Regions from separate parts of the Mus musculus genome. Here region 1 is linked to region 2. Evidence: chromatin contacts called from public Hi-C data. All regions are on one chromosome and are shown on one strand. Each heading gives the region's core, a stretch centred on a gene start, on an enhancer-like site or on the middle of the called end of the contact. The rest is flanking DNA. Distances are from core to core; before and after follow the strand shown. Region 1 has its middle 12 kb from the start of Gm36732. Region 2 has its middle 11 kb from the start of Gm51292.

Evidence for each region. Hi-C and Micro-C count contacts between places; a contact is called where the count stands out from the background.
Region 1: a Hi-C map of uterus shows a contact between it and region 2, with 2.1 times the contacts expected there. The contact joins two enhancer-like sites. A contact is called at or near these places in 5 of 39 promoter capture datasets (cranial neural crest, embryonic stem cells, liver and 1 more), 3 of 484 Hi-C or Micro-C datasets (embryonic stem cells, erythroblasts and uterus) and 1 of 115 datasets of contacts at active chromatin or transcription factors (CD8 T cells).

The regions. Positions count from the first base shown.
Region 1 is chr5:32,193,639-32,201,029 of GRCm38.p6, forward strand. No RefSeq gene overlaps it. Among named protein-coding and RNA genes, the nearest start is that of Gm36732, 12 kb to the left of the region's middle. Within about 2 kb of position 2,388, at least 118 of the 459 cell types and tissues checked have an H3K27ac peak or open chromatin away from gene starts, as enhancers often do. A contact at or near this core is called in uterus, where this site is marked.
Region 2 is chr5:32,100,017-32,107,342 of GRCm38.p6, forward strand. No RefSeq gene overlaps it. Among named protein-coding and RNA genes, the nearest start is that of Gm51292, 11 kb to the left of the region's middle. Within about 2 kb of position 2,680, at least 49 of the 459 cell types and tissues checked have an H3K27ac peak or open chromatin away from gene starts, as enhancers often do. A contact at or near this core is called in uterus, where this site is marked.

The DNA of each region.
Region 1 (7,391 bases), core at 1,138-3,637, 93 kb after region 2:
AGGACCTTTGAATATGACAGTATTTAGAGAAAGGCCATTTATTTTGTATTTATGGTTTATTTATTTACTTATTTGGGTTTTGGGGGGGGTTGTTTTTTGTTTTTTTTGTTTTGAGACAGGGTTTCATGTAGCCCAGGCTAGACTAAAGCTCAATATATAAGTGAAGATGACCCTAAATATCTAACAACCTGAGTGCTGGGATTACAGGTATGTGCCTAGCTGAGAAAAGGCCTTTAAAGAGATAATTACCTACTCCAATGTGGCCAATATCCTTTTATTGTATTGTTGGTTTTCTAAACAAACTCTCACTGTGTAACCCTGACTGGCCTGGAACTCACTATATGTAGCTCAGGCTGGCTCAGACTTGTGGTATTTGACTTTTGCCTCCTCAGTGCTGGGATTACAGGAGTGAGCTACCACGCACGGCTTGTGATTTGGACACAAACAGAGGAACAACAAGGGAAAGACAAGGGGAAAGTTGGCTGGTTGTAATCTCGGAAGGCCTCCAGAATTTCAATAAAGTAAATTTCTGTTGTGTGAGTTTGCAGCCAGTCCCCCAGGCCCCAGGCCCCAGGCCCCAGCCCCTCCCCTCTGCACCCAAGATGGTTTTCTGGGAGACACTGCAACCCTCCCCAAACAGAAGCTCTCCTTTTAAAATCCCCTGTGTTCCCAGCCCTGCACACAGTAGGTGCTGATTGTTTGCTGACCAGAGGACTGGAACACTGAACGCACACACCTCTCCAACAGGCAGAGACAATTCAAATGTTGTTGATTTTTGCAACTGTCTTTCCTTCTGTTGAAACTTCCTGTTTCTGAGGAACGGAGATTTTTTTTTTTTTCACAGATCCCAGAGGGCGTCCAGTAAACCAAGAAGCTATTACTATTACCAAATTGTTCTGGTTTTGATGAGCTCAATGGGTGTGAATCAGAAGTGGGCAGACTACTGAGTTTCCCTTGAAATAGACCCCAATTAATCGTAGCAGGAGGAGCACAAATATGTTTGGGACTTTAGTGACTGGAAGAAGTGGGCAGTGATGGTCAAGGCCAGGTGGGGTGGCTTCACACTTCTGGAAGAACAGGGTCTGGGGACACCCCTGAAGAAGCCACCGTAACACCCGGGGCCTGTTTGAAGAAAAAAATCTCAAGGCTGAAAGTCCCTCCTGGAGTCTATGGCCTCCTGTGGTCTGGTTACTAGAAGAGGAGCCCAGTGATCTCCCCAGAGACGTGGAGGACTGGGACAAAGTGTGGCAGTCTCTTCACAGAAGCAGACGTCTCCCATTTGGGAAAAGGGACCTCTGGAATCAGATGGCATGCCTGAGAACCGAGGCTCGCCACGAATGAGTGACTTGGGCTTGCCTATTATTAAGGATGTCCCATGATACTAGCAATGACCACTCAGGAGCTGTGTCCAGACATCAAGCAGGGCATCCTCAGGTGTGACAGGAGGGTTTTCAGGTGGCCACAAACTGCAGTCACTCTGACTCTACTGCTGTTGACTGTGGGGTCTGCCAAGCTCTGCCCTCCATTAAGGTTCACCTTTTCCATTTATCGGGGCAGACACTGAGCTATCTCTGAGGAAGGATGAAGCTGGTGTGGCTAAGTCTATGAACCATCACCTACAGCAAGGACCAGTCTGCCAAGGTCATACTAGCCAGACCCAAATGCGAAGGATGTAGCCACACCTCCAGGGTCCCCTACTTTAGAATCTTGTGGACATTCCCTCTCCAAGAACATTTCTGTTTTCCTTGTGCATGTAAAAACATTTGTTTGTTTGTTTTCTCCTCAGCCCATGTGAGTGTGTGTGTGTGTGTGTGTGTGTGTGTATGCTCACTCATATACCACAGAGCACATGTGGAACTCAAGGATAACTTTTCTCTTTCCTAGGGATCAAACTCAGGTCAGCAGGCTTGGCAGCAGGTACCATTACAGGTCAGGCCATGTCACTAGCCTACAAGCATAAATCTAGCCATTGTTATTGTGTCTCAGGTGCCTGTCAGTTCCCTATGCCTCCTGAGCCCTTCTTCCAACCTTCCACTACATACTCTTCCTCCCCGACCCCCTCTCCTCCCCTCCTCTTCCCTTTCCTCCTCTTCTTCCTCCCCTCCAGCACCTTAAGAGCCCTTCCCCTACCTTCCTTCCCATGGGAGTCTTTCTTGGCCACTATCTCCTCCAATGGTGCCCCTCTGTTGTCTCTGTGTCTGCCATGCATTGAAATGCCTGTCCCAGGACCCTCTGCTCCTGCACACACCCACACATAGCAGTGGCCTCGCCTCTCCCCTTTGGGCCGTGAGCTCCCAGCCCTGGCAGTGATCTCTGTCTTCTGAAGCCTAGTCCTGGGCCTGAAGCATAATAACAACTCAATAAACGAGTGTCGAAACAATTAATGGCTTACTAAATAAATGACTGCGGCAGACACAAAGCCCATTCCTATAAATGAGTCACCGTGAGCCCCAGCCACTGGGCCCCGCCCTCACCCACTGACCCCAGCAAAACCCTCCCGTGATGATGTCATCATGACCCTTAGTTCTCAGAATCCTCCAGCCTCCTTCCTTCTCCTTCGTGCCTATCTACTTGCCATCCCCTCCCCCTCCTTCCCTTTCTCCTTCCTCCAGGGCACCATGTCTAAATAAGGCAAAACTCCTCCAGTGCTGGGGAGCTCTGGGGTTTTCATGCAGTCACCCAGGATATCGTGGGATGGGGTCAGGCCATGCTCTGCTGAGAAGCAGGACAAAGTTCCCCTGTAACATTGGCGGAGGGACAAGGAGACTTTGCTGCCCACCAGAGGGTGCCCTCAAGTTAACTGAGCAGGACACAGAGAGGATCTAACTCAGAAGGAGGCTTACAGACAAGGCAGGGGCTTGGAAGAGTGGATTGTGGGCTTGCTGGTAAGGGATTTGGCATTAAGACACCTGCACCTCGAAAGCATCCCTGGTTCTAGGATAGGCACACACACACACACACACACACACACACACACACACACACACACACCAGAAAATGGATTAGCACCACTTGTAGCAGCGCACAGCACACGCCTGTAATGATCCAGCTTGTGTTGACTAGACGGCTCAGCCTATGATGGCACTTACCACTAAGCTGGACCACCTGAATCTGAGCAAGAGACCCACATGGTAGAAGGAGAGATCCAGTTCCCACAAGTTGCCCCTCTGACCTTCATCTGTAGGTGTACCCCTATACAGAATGTAGAGAACATACACCTGTTTGCCCAGCATACACAGAGACAAATAGATACATGCAATTAAAAAAAAAAAAAAAAAAACCAAGTGTTTGGGAGCCTGAGGCAGGAGAATTGCTATGAGCTACATAGTGAATTGTTTTGGGTTTTTTTTAAAGCAGCTTATAAAGCTGGAAAAATATTAAAATATTAAAAATTCTGAATAAACCAAGAAAGATAGATCTATCCATAGATGTTTCTTGGCAGGTTCTTGAGGGGACCTCTAGCAGTGTGACCATCCCCACCTTCTCCATTCCTTTCCCAGTCTGTGTCCTCAAGCAGCAACAGTGAGTCCTGGAGAGTGGCAGTTGGGACATCATCTCCCTCCCCATCCCCCAGGTCTGCCACCAACCCTGGCACATAGTTGATGCCTCGTAGGCAGCACTGTGTAGTCGATTCTCCAAACTGGGACACCGCAAGAGGTGGGATGTTAGTAATCATTGGGTCAGGACAACAGTTGTCGTCTGGAACCATATTGGACAAACAAGTGACAGTCTGTTCTCTACCATATGCATAGATGTCTGTCTGTCTGAATGAGGTTCTGTCTGACACTCTGACTTCTATTATACAATGACTTGCTTCTTTGCCAAAACAGTCATCTGCGTTAAGTGATGCCCCCTTGTGTCTTGATGCTCATCTCTGCCTACTGCAGAGAGAGGCATCTCTCTACACAGAGAAAATTGGTAAGGCTAAAAACATCTCCAACCACGTGCCATGGTGGGAACTGCTGTATGTTTCATCAAAGTCAGAGTGTTCTAAGCCTACTGTGAAGCCCACAGTAGGGCCTGACAGGAGGCTGGCCAGGCTGGGTAGACTGGGACTAGTTAGTGTCTCTCTTCCCTCCTGGACTCTCATGTTTAGTTGGGCTCTCTCTGTTGGGCAGATGGAAGAGATGGACCCAGCTGGGTTGTAGTAGGCCTGAACAGAGCTGGAGCTCTAAGGAAGCTGTCTGGGCACTTCCTCAGCTAGTCTCCACCTATCCTACCATGGGACCAGTGCCTTGCCAGAGACAAGCCAGACAAACACAGCTCACTGCTGCCCTCTGGTGTCTGATTCTTCCGGCCCCGTTGCTCCTCTAGGGACAGCCACATGATGCTGTCTCTGAGCAGGGCCCATGAGCAGTCACCCAATGTGAGCATGAGAACGATAGTCTGTCAGTACTGATTCTGAGATAACAGACGTAAGATGGGACTATTCCAGGCTGGGTGAGCATATGGTTATCCCGTCTAGGCTTAGAACCATTTCGCGGTAGCCTCCAGAACCATCTCAGGGAACTGCCTGGTGAAGTCACCAAGTCACAACACATGTAAGTGCTTAGCAGGAGCATGAAAGAGTAAGAAGTCACTGGCTAATGTGGTCAGTGGTTGACTATTATCCTCTCTTAGGAGTTGCCGGCATCCTGGGAGCCCATTTCCAGCTGTTCGGATGGGATAAGCTGCACCCAGAGCTATCGATAAAGCAGGAGTGGGGGGATCTGGTCTTTGGGTGGACTGAGGTGGGTGCTTCTGGGGCTCAGTCATGTGGCATGAGCAGTAAACCCAGCAGTCTGGCCTGTGAGTGGTCCAGACACCTTCCCTCTGGAAATTTGGGGCCTTGCCAGGACAGGGGATAGACAGGGAAACTTCATTCTCACTGAGATAAGGGCATTTTTGTGTCCGCTTTTGTAGTGGTCCTCCTGTCCAGTAGCTGTGTCCCAGTGCTAACTGGGGTGATCTTTGCCCTGCTGAGTGGCCAGCAGGTGTGGGTGAGCCTCTGTCCCTGCCTTCCTCTTCACATTCTGCCCCCCATCTCCTCCTCATGGCCTCTAACCCCATCAACCTCAGGCCTCTGGTAGGACAGCCTCAGGGCCTTTGCTAAGCTGCTGGTCCCCCGGGGATCTCTGGTAGGGATCAGTGCAGGATGACCAGCGGCTGTGCCACTCATAAAAGCAAGTGGGGTTTGGTACAGGTACAGAGCCTTGAGCCCCACCCTCTGAAGCTGCCAATTACAGGGAAGGTGCCAGTGACTGAGGCCAGGGTAGAAGGACCAACTCAGACATCGAGCAGGAGATGAAGGTGCCTCAGGGACAGGACACAGAAAGAGGAAGGACAGAACTCATAGGGTCCCCATATGGGTCTCAAAAGGCAGAGACAGGAGTCAGGGACTGACAGAGATCATGGGCTTCCAGGGGCAAGGGTTCGGGGGCAGAGTCTGGGTGGCTGGGACAGTGTGTGTAAGTAAGTAGGTTTGATTCAGAGGCTTGTAAGGACTTTAGCAAAGGCAAGAGGAGGACGCACAGCTTTAGAAAGAATTCTTATGGTCTAGGAGAGAGGGCTCAGGCTGGGTGCCTTGTTTGAGGAAGAGGAGAAAGCTTCAAGTTGGTTTTGTATTCCTCAAACCTGTTTGCCCACATCTTTGGCATCTGTGCCCCATGAGGAAGCTGCAAGGAGCTGGGCCTGTCTGGGCCTGAGAGTGGCATTCTTATTGAGGCCATGTACTTCCTGCAGATGTTCCCTACTGAGGTCACAGGCCCCTCTCGAGGACCTTCTTCCTGGTCTTTGCTCACTAAAGCAGCCCAGAACCCCACACCATAGCAGGCGGCTTTGCTTTCTTCCTCCCACCTGCCCCTTCCTCAGTCTTCCTCATAAGACTTCCTGCCTACACACACTCACACTTGAGCCTTGCACAGCCAGCCACACACAGGCGCCTGCAGTCTTGAGTCTGAGAGCTTGGGTTTGAGCTCAACCTCTACCATTCACCTGCAATGTGGCTCTGGGCAGTTTGAACCCTTTGTGCCTCAGTTATCTCATCTGTGAATTGGGGATAATGGGATGTAATGACGCTTATCTCATGGACTTGTCATGAGGATCGAAGGAGCTGAGGCAAGTGCAAACAGCTCAGAGGGCTCTGTGGGTGGGAGGGGATCTACTAGTACTGTTTGTATCCCACACAGCACTTAGCCAGGAATAGAAACATGCATGGCTGGTATGAGCTGTTCCTCACTCATTCCAGAACCATCTATAGGGCTGCTGGGTGCTGGGCACTATTCTACACATGTGGCAATAGGAGTCAGCGCAATCCAAGATGCCTGCCCTCTTGAAGATGCCATTCTAGGGAAGGAACCCCCAACAACACCCATCTACCAGCACACATTCCCACCTCCCTCTGGAGCTGAAGACCCTCAGGCAGGAAGGTGTGGCAACTCCAGGCCTCTGGAGGTGCAACTCGTAAGCACCTCCCAATCATCCTGTGGCCCAAGAAGCCCTTGAGTCAGAAAACAAGGTCACTCTGATCCTGGCTAGGACACGCAGAGCATTGAGGCAAGAGAGTGCAATTATTAAGTATAATTGCCCATTTTACAGATGAGTAAATTGAGGTCCAGGAAGGTTTAACTGCTTTACCCTTGGTGGTACAGCTGGCCAGTAACAGGGTTATTCAGTCAACAAGTATTTATTGAGCTCCTACCTTGATTTTGTGCCACCTGCTGTTCTAGGCCCTAGGGATAGAGTCTCTGCCTTTTGTGGCAATTCTGTGAGTTGCAGGAGCCCAGAAACAAGCATGTTTTAGAGAGTGGTGTGTTTCTAGGCAGAAAATGATACTCTGGACCAGACAGTGGGTGGAAGAAGGAAGATAGCAAGGGAGACCCAGGAAGGTGGCATTTAGCTGAGTCACCATGCAGAGAACTCTAGCTACAAACTGCCCTACATGGTGACCCAGATTAAGGGTGACCGAATCATCCACCTAAAAAGCTAACAAGATTGGAGGCTGGGCCCCTCCTGAAGAGAAGAGATTTTTCTGAACCCTGTGCTGAGTAGCTGGTAAAAAGTACACTGGGACTCCTTTGCTTTGTTCTTTTAGTAGTCTCTCTAGTCTCTGTGTCTCTGTCTGTCCCTTCCTCCTCCCTCGCTGCCTCTGTGTATACGTGTATATGTGTGTCAGAGGGAACATTTATGTTAGTTAGTTATTAGTTCGTTCGTTAGTTAGTTAGTGACTTTCACTGACCTGAAATTTGTTAAGTAGGCCAGGCTACCTGGCCAGCAAACACCGGGGATTCCTCCTGTCTCTGCATCCCCATCTGTGGGTATAAAAGCGTTCACCACCATGTCTAGCTTTTTCCACATGGGTTTGAGGGAGCAGGGCTCAGACTCAAATCTCTGAGCTTGCAAGGCAAGCAGTT
Region 2 (7,326 bases), core at 1,430-3,929:
AAGACCAAGGAGCCTCTCTTCCCAGTGATGGCCGACTAGGCCATCTTCTGATACATATGCAGCTAGAGACAAACAGGGCTTCTGTGACACTTGGTCAGGTTTGGGTCGAGAACTGGCATGTTTGCCTTCATCAGCCCTGAGCATTGGCCTCGCCGTATGCAGACACTATGCTAAGCCCTCAACCGACTTTCGTTCCTTTAATCCCAAGAGCACTGTTTATGTCCACACTGTCGATGAAGAAGCTGAAGTGGAGGGAAACTGAAGAACCTTTGCTGGAGTCATGTTATTTAACTATGAAGATCTTACCAGGTTTGAACCAGTCGCTGGGGACTTCCAGAGTTCCTTATGTCTGGTCCTGCCTATTGGGGGAAACTGGAGATGCCCAGTAGAGGCCCAGAAGTGCCAGCCTGCTCAGGTTGACCTTGCCCAGCCCACTCGGGAGGGCCTGAGCACAGAAGTTCCCATGGAAAGTTTTGAGATTTTTGTGGATTGAAACCAGATGACCCCTTGTAAGCAGAGCCCACCAGCAGCAGTGGGTCTGGGTGTGTGTGCTCCTCCACCCTCCTGTTCCCAGTCTGTTCCAGGGAGGGAAACCGCCCCAGGGTGCAGACAAGCCAATGGGACGGGAGCTCACGAGCCTTGGCCACCAGACAGGCATGGCTGGGTGGTTGGAGGGAACAAAAGACAATTCTGTGCTGGGACAGGAATGGCTCCACCGGTCTCCTGGGTCCTCATCTGTTTTCAAATTTCGGGATGAGCAGAGAACTTTGAGAGCGCGTTCCTCTTCTACCACATTTTCCAGTTCCTTCTCTGCACGCTCATTCATTTCTACCTTCCACAAATCGCTGAAGCAAACAGAGCACACCGTGAGCTGAACTGAACCTCTGTGATGATCTCCCCCTACCTAGAAATTAAAAGCTTTGCTGTTCCTGGAAGGAAGAGACAATCAGTGAAGCCTGAGCCTGGACTTATTTCTACATGGTATTGAGAGGTTGGGGGCTGGGGACACAGCTCAGTGGTCAAGTGTTTGCTGCACAAACATGAAGAACCCAGTCCCAATTCCCGCACGCATGAAAAGGCTGGGTGCCTCGGCACACCCCTCCAACCCCAGAGCTGGGACACAGGGACTAGCAGATCCCAGGGACTCATTAGCTACTCAATCTAGTCAAAAACCCTACTGGGAGCTGTTATGTCATCTATTGATGAAGATACTTGAGGTCACCCTCTAGCCTCTTTGTACATGCATAGGTGAGCACACTTGCATATATATATATATATATATATATATATATATATACCATATGCATGCACATACAAAGGAAATCATTGTTGAATTAGTAGCAATGGCTAAGACCTAACGTACTTATATGGGTTTTTTTTTAATCATCTGGTTGGAGATAAAGGCTAAGGTAATCATGCATAAAATAATACTGTGTATACTGCTGTTTTAAAATAACAGAACAACAAAATGGAAGTGAGGAGGTTAGGGACATGCTGATGATCGAGGTGATTGGTGGCCCCACGGGGGTCCTGAAACCCCATTTTCCTTCTGTGTTTTATCCTGTCACAATGTCAGTTGCAAGAAAACATGGGATAGGTGTTTCTTAAGGACCCATGTGACTGTCCTCACTCCCTCCCTAGAAGTACCTGGGCCCAGGACTACCCTAGATATGAAGAAGACTGTATTGGCCCCAGGCCAAGAAAATTCTCACAGAGCAACAATGGCACCCCAGCCGGTACAAGTGAATGCCCCCATATTCATCCATCCACTCACTCACTGGTCCCTTTTCTCCTCCCTTCCAGCCCTCTGTCAGATTCACCTATCTCAGCCCCATCTCCTCTCAACAGCGTTTTTCTAAGTTACTATCCTCTCCCCACACCCGGTGGCCATCCAGGCTGCCCCTCAGTCTGCCTCACACTGCCTGTCCTTCCCGAGTCTACACCAGATCGCAGTAAGAACGCTATGCATAGCAAGTGGGTACTTGATGTTCAGAGCTGCTGAGCTAAACACACCAGGTTTCTGCCTGTGGCCTTCTAGGTGTGAACACTAAAGCCCAAAGCGGGTATGGCTCCACCAGACATTGTGCTTACAGACAATACAGGGATGTGCCATCTGGACATTGGTGGCTGACCCTAACCATCCTGGTGATCTACAAAGGTCACTGTGACTGTGACCTTTAAACAGTGCTTGTGAAGACCATGTCTCTGTCACCCAAGCCCAGTCCTTTGTAGAGATGACAGTGGTAACCTGGGGGTGGGGAGAGAGCCTGGCTCCTCTCAAGTTCCGGAGCTAGCGACTGCAGTGGGATGCCTGGGCCACTAGACAACAAAGAGAAATCTCCAGAACTGATCAGTTACCATGGCAGGGAACAGAGCAGGAGTCTCTGAAAGACCCAAGAGGCAAGCCTGCTTCTCCTGAGCGCCCCTTCTCCAGAATCCCCAGTCCCAGCCCAAGTGGGAAGGTATTCCAGTTTATACTTCAATCTCCACCCACTTGCTTAATGAAGAAAAGGGCTTTCTCGTGCCCCCCCCCAGGCCCTTAGCTGCCACACACAGCTTGAGCAGGCCCCACGGGGCCTCAAAACCCCAGCAATTTGATTTTCCCAGGCCCCTCCTACCCCTAAGCAGCTTCTCAGTCACGAATCAGCCTGTGCGGCCAGCTCCGAGCCTGGGCCTCTTGCCAAGGGTGTTAGGAGGGAGAGCTGGGTTTCTGCACTGTCCCCTGGGCTCTTGCTCAGGCATCACTGCCCTTGCCAATGTCTCTTCTTCACCTCCAAGTCACCCCTGGGTCTCATGGTCCAGCTCAGGGTCCTGCCTGTCTTCATTGTGAGGCCACAGAGGCAATTAAATGAACCCCAACTGCTGTTGGTGGTGGTACCGAAGACTGACTGGTGAGAGGAGACACTGGCTGGAGATGGGTCAGAGAGCTATCAAGGATGTTTGTGGGCAGCAGGGGCCACTTCTGAATGGCTCCTGACATCCAACAATGGCTTGAGACAGCACCCTGGGAGTCTGGCCCTACAGCCAGTCAACAATGTGGATGTGCCTGCTCCAGATGAGTTGTAGAATCCTCGCCAAGGATGGAGCCACCCTGCCTGGTTTCCTCCCAGGCTGTCCTGGAGACCACCCACATGGACTCTATCTGCTTGGCTTAAGCTAAACCCACTGTCTCCAAGTTGTACAGGTCTTCTTCTCTGGACTGCTAAGCCCCAACAGCTGACCATGGCACGCATCAGGGCCACAGGGAGAGAGGCAGGAGAATAAATTGGAGCAGAAGATACTGACACAGCTCCCGCTTGGACTGGCTCCCGTGAACACTGGCCTCTGAAAGAAGGCCTGCCAGAACTGAGGCCTAGCGCTGCTTTGACCTGCTCTGACCTGTGTCTCCCTGGATCATCTGTCGCAATGGTAACATATCACCAGCATCAAGAGTTCCACTCCTAGCTAGTAGCTCAAGCTGAGCCCATGCCTCCCCCTCCCCCTGCTCTCCAGTCTACATCCCACCTACCATCCCACCCAGGTCCTATCCAGAGCTCTGGATCTCCTGCATTCTGCCCTTCACACATGCACACATCTTTCTGGAATACGCCTCCTTTTGCATATTCTGAGTCCCTGGTCCCTTGTGGTCAGGACCTGATTCCAATCCTAGTTGGCTAGTTTCTGACAGCTGAAGCCTTATTAAAGAGGAGAAATAAAGGCCAATTATTGGATTGCTCTGAGAATGAGCTGTGCATGACTTGATGACTTGGTGAGTCTGGGGCTGGTCACACTGGGATATTCAGCAAGGAGAGTGATCATGTACAGATGTTACCATGGCAGTGGTCACTGCTCCTGTCATTATCTCTGAACAGATGCAGTTCTCTGGAGACTTGGGAAAGGGAGGCTGAGAGCTGTACTCTCCAGACTTAGGTGTCTTCCAGTCTCTTTCTGTAGGAGGTGGCCAAAGGCCCAGGACCCTACCCCCAGAACCCTGAGGTGGCCAAGGGTAACACTCCAGCTCTTCAGGTTAGGACTCTGGGTGCTGATGCCCCCATGAAGGTTTCTCATGGGCATGTCGAACCCTCATGTTTAGAGCATCCTATGCTAACCTTCTACAAACTAGGGGCCAGGCAGCCTTCCCTTCGGGCATTCCAGATCACCTGCATCAGGGCGGAGTCTGAGGATCCTTTTCCTTATCCCACAGCCCCAAATGTCTTCTCTGAACCTTCCACCCTGAGTCAGAGATGGCATTGCTTCCCCGAAGCCAGCTGAAACTTTGAGCTCTTGGCCTCTTCTGGTTCATCTAGAGGAAGGGAAATGATGTCATGAGGTAAACCGCAAGGCTGGGTGCTCTGGTGAGCTTTGCTTTTCAGCAAAAGTCATTTTGTTGAAATACAGAAGGCACAGAGAGTCTGTGTCCTTCTGGTTAGAGGCAGGCAGGGACGGCAACTAGATTTTTAACATGAAACTCTGAGGAGGAAGGTGTTCCCAGACGTGCTAGCCGCAGAGGCCAGGCTCGGCAGACAAATGGATGGTGTGGGATCTTTGGTTTTCTGTGTGGCAAGTCACCTGCCAAGCAGGGATGCCTAGGGGATGCAGTATGTACAAGTTCCCCAGTGGACCTCTGTAGAATTCAAGATCATGTTTGCCATGGCGTAAGAGGGGTGACAAGAATGACAAACTGGACAACACACGCTGTCAATGACTCTTGCCATCTCTCCATGACCTCCTGAGATGGGACCCCACGCACCAGTGAGCAGCAGGAGGCTGGTGGCTCCCCGGTCTGGGCTTTCAACTCTCCACAAAAAGCTTATTTGGCACCAGGCTGCAGGTGACAGCTTGAGTCCTGTGTGACTGGCTCCCACTTTGAGCTCCAGTTCCCATCTGCTACCTGTCCCCCAAGAGAAGTCTGCTGCCCTTGGCAAACCTGGCCTTTTTAACCTTCAAATGCTCTGCCTCATGGGTGTATTTCTTCTTGTTAATTCTTTACTTTTATAAGATAAACAGCCTGTGGTAAAATCCTCCAATATTAGAGCATGAAGGACTATCTAGACCCCATACCCAAGTCCTGCCCCTTACTGATAGCTGGAGCCACAGAAAGAAAAGGATGTAGCCAGGACCACATAGCAAGAGAAGACAGGGCTCTTCCATTGCTGTGGGGTCTCCCTCCCCATCACCGCTACTAGCTTCTTGTCCATCTCTTTAGTCCGTGTCCTTACTTCCTGTCCTTAGTCTGTGTCCTTACTCCATCTCTTTACTCCATGTCCTTAGTTCAACTCTTTACTCCATCTCCTTATTCCATCTCCTTACTCCATCTCCTTACTCCGTTTCCTTACTCCATCACCTTACTCCGTTTCCTTACTCCATCACCTTACTCCGTTTCCTTACTCCATCTCCTTACTCCATCTCCTTACTCCATCACCTTACTCCGTTTCCTTACTCCATCACCTTACTCCATCTCCTTACTCCATCACCTTACTCCATTTCCTTACTCCATGTCCTTATTCCATCTCCTTAGCCCATGTCTCCTTACTCCATGTCCTTATTAATCTCCATACTCCACCTCCTTACTCCATTTCCTTAATCTATTGTGCTAATGATACAATGGCATAGACTGCGTATGTTATAAAGAAGATGTAAATTCAGGCTCATGCTCTGGTCTAAGACCACAGGGCCACATCTAAGGATGGCTTTGTTGCAGAAGAATCTTGAAGTAGCACAGGACACCACATGGTAAGAGACCTAGGAAAAAATGGCTGATATAGGCATAGTGGAGCAGTGGTTCTCAACCTGTGGACCATTGACCCCTTTGGAGGTCAAAATACCTTTCACAGGGGTTGCCTAAGACTATTAGGGACATTTACACTACAATTCATAACAGTAACAAAACTACAGTTATGAAGTAGCAACAAAAATAATTTTATGGTTGGGGGTCAGCACAACATGAGGAAGTGCCTTAAAGGGTCACAGCTTTAGGAAGGTTGAGAAGCACTGATCAAGAGATAACCCATTGGTCACATGGATGGCTCATGAGAGGAGATCCCTAGTTCCCTCTTAAAGGTCCTATCTGGACCCACCTTAAACTGCCTTATAAAGCAATTTAAATTTCAACATGAGTTTGAGAAGAACAAACCACATTCAAACGGCAGCACAATCCTACCATGAAGTTTCCATCAATCATCCCTAAGATACAACCAGCTCTGGGAAGAGGGCAAGCCTGGGCTGTGGAGCATTGTGAGGGATGAGATGGAGCTGGGTCACAGTCCTCAGAGCCAGAGGTCATGGTCAGAAGGACACGTATTGTCCTTTCCCAAGACCAGGACCTTAGGAGAATTAGTTATAATTAACCGTAACTCCAAACCAATGGTTCACTGGGTTAGGGCCCCAGTGATGGTTTGCTGACTGTGGTCCAGGGTGACACAAAGTCCTGAAGGAAAAGTCAAACCATCTAGATGCTCCACAACTTCTTTTCCTGAAACTTGGATTAGGACACACCCTTATGCCTGGTTGCTGAGACTTTAGAAATGAGTGAGGGGTGGTAGAAAGGGCTGACAGAGAGGCAAAGTTGTTACAAGGCCTGGGATTTTCTGTTCTGCTCCCTGGCTTCTGCATCTTTGGTTGTAAAATGAAAAGTCAGCTGGCCGCTGGCACATTCCCAGCTCTGAGGACCAGGCTGTGCCCCAGCTATTTTGGGGCAAAGGTCAGGGTGATTGAAGGCAGGCACAGGGGTGAGGTGTGTACCCTCTCCTTACTCCAAGATCCTCTAGAATAAGCTTGGAGCCTGACTTCCCATCTCTCCATGACCAGACTGCCAGCAACTCACAGTTTGCTTCATCTGCAAGGAGAGGCATGGGGTGTCTAAGCTGAAAGGCCTCCCAAATCTGATCTCACTAACTGTTCCTTATATGCAGCGAGTGGGGCCAAGAGAGGACAGCGAGTTTATCCAAGGCCACAGGCAAAGCCAGAGCCCAGGACTCTTCCCACCACATCAGCTGCTTCATGTTTGTGCCTGAACAAAACACTCTCAGGGGAAAGCTGGAAGCAGCAGGACTGGGATGATGTCTTCCTTACCATCTCTATCAACACTAACGCCATCATCACCACCGTCAGCCCTGCCTCTTCAGCACTAGCACAGTACCCCAGGCGCATCACTGTCTCATCATTCATTCATTCATTCATTCATTCATTCATTCATCCTCAGAGGCTGCCGAGACTGCCAATGAGAAGCAAGCTGCCTGGCTCTCGTGCTAACTGGTTGTATGACCTTGAGTGAGCTCTTTTTCCATCTGCTTTAGCTCTTTGAGTGTGAACAGGATACCAGCATGTTCCTCAGGTTGCTGTTAGGAG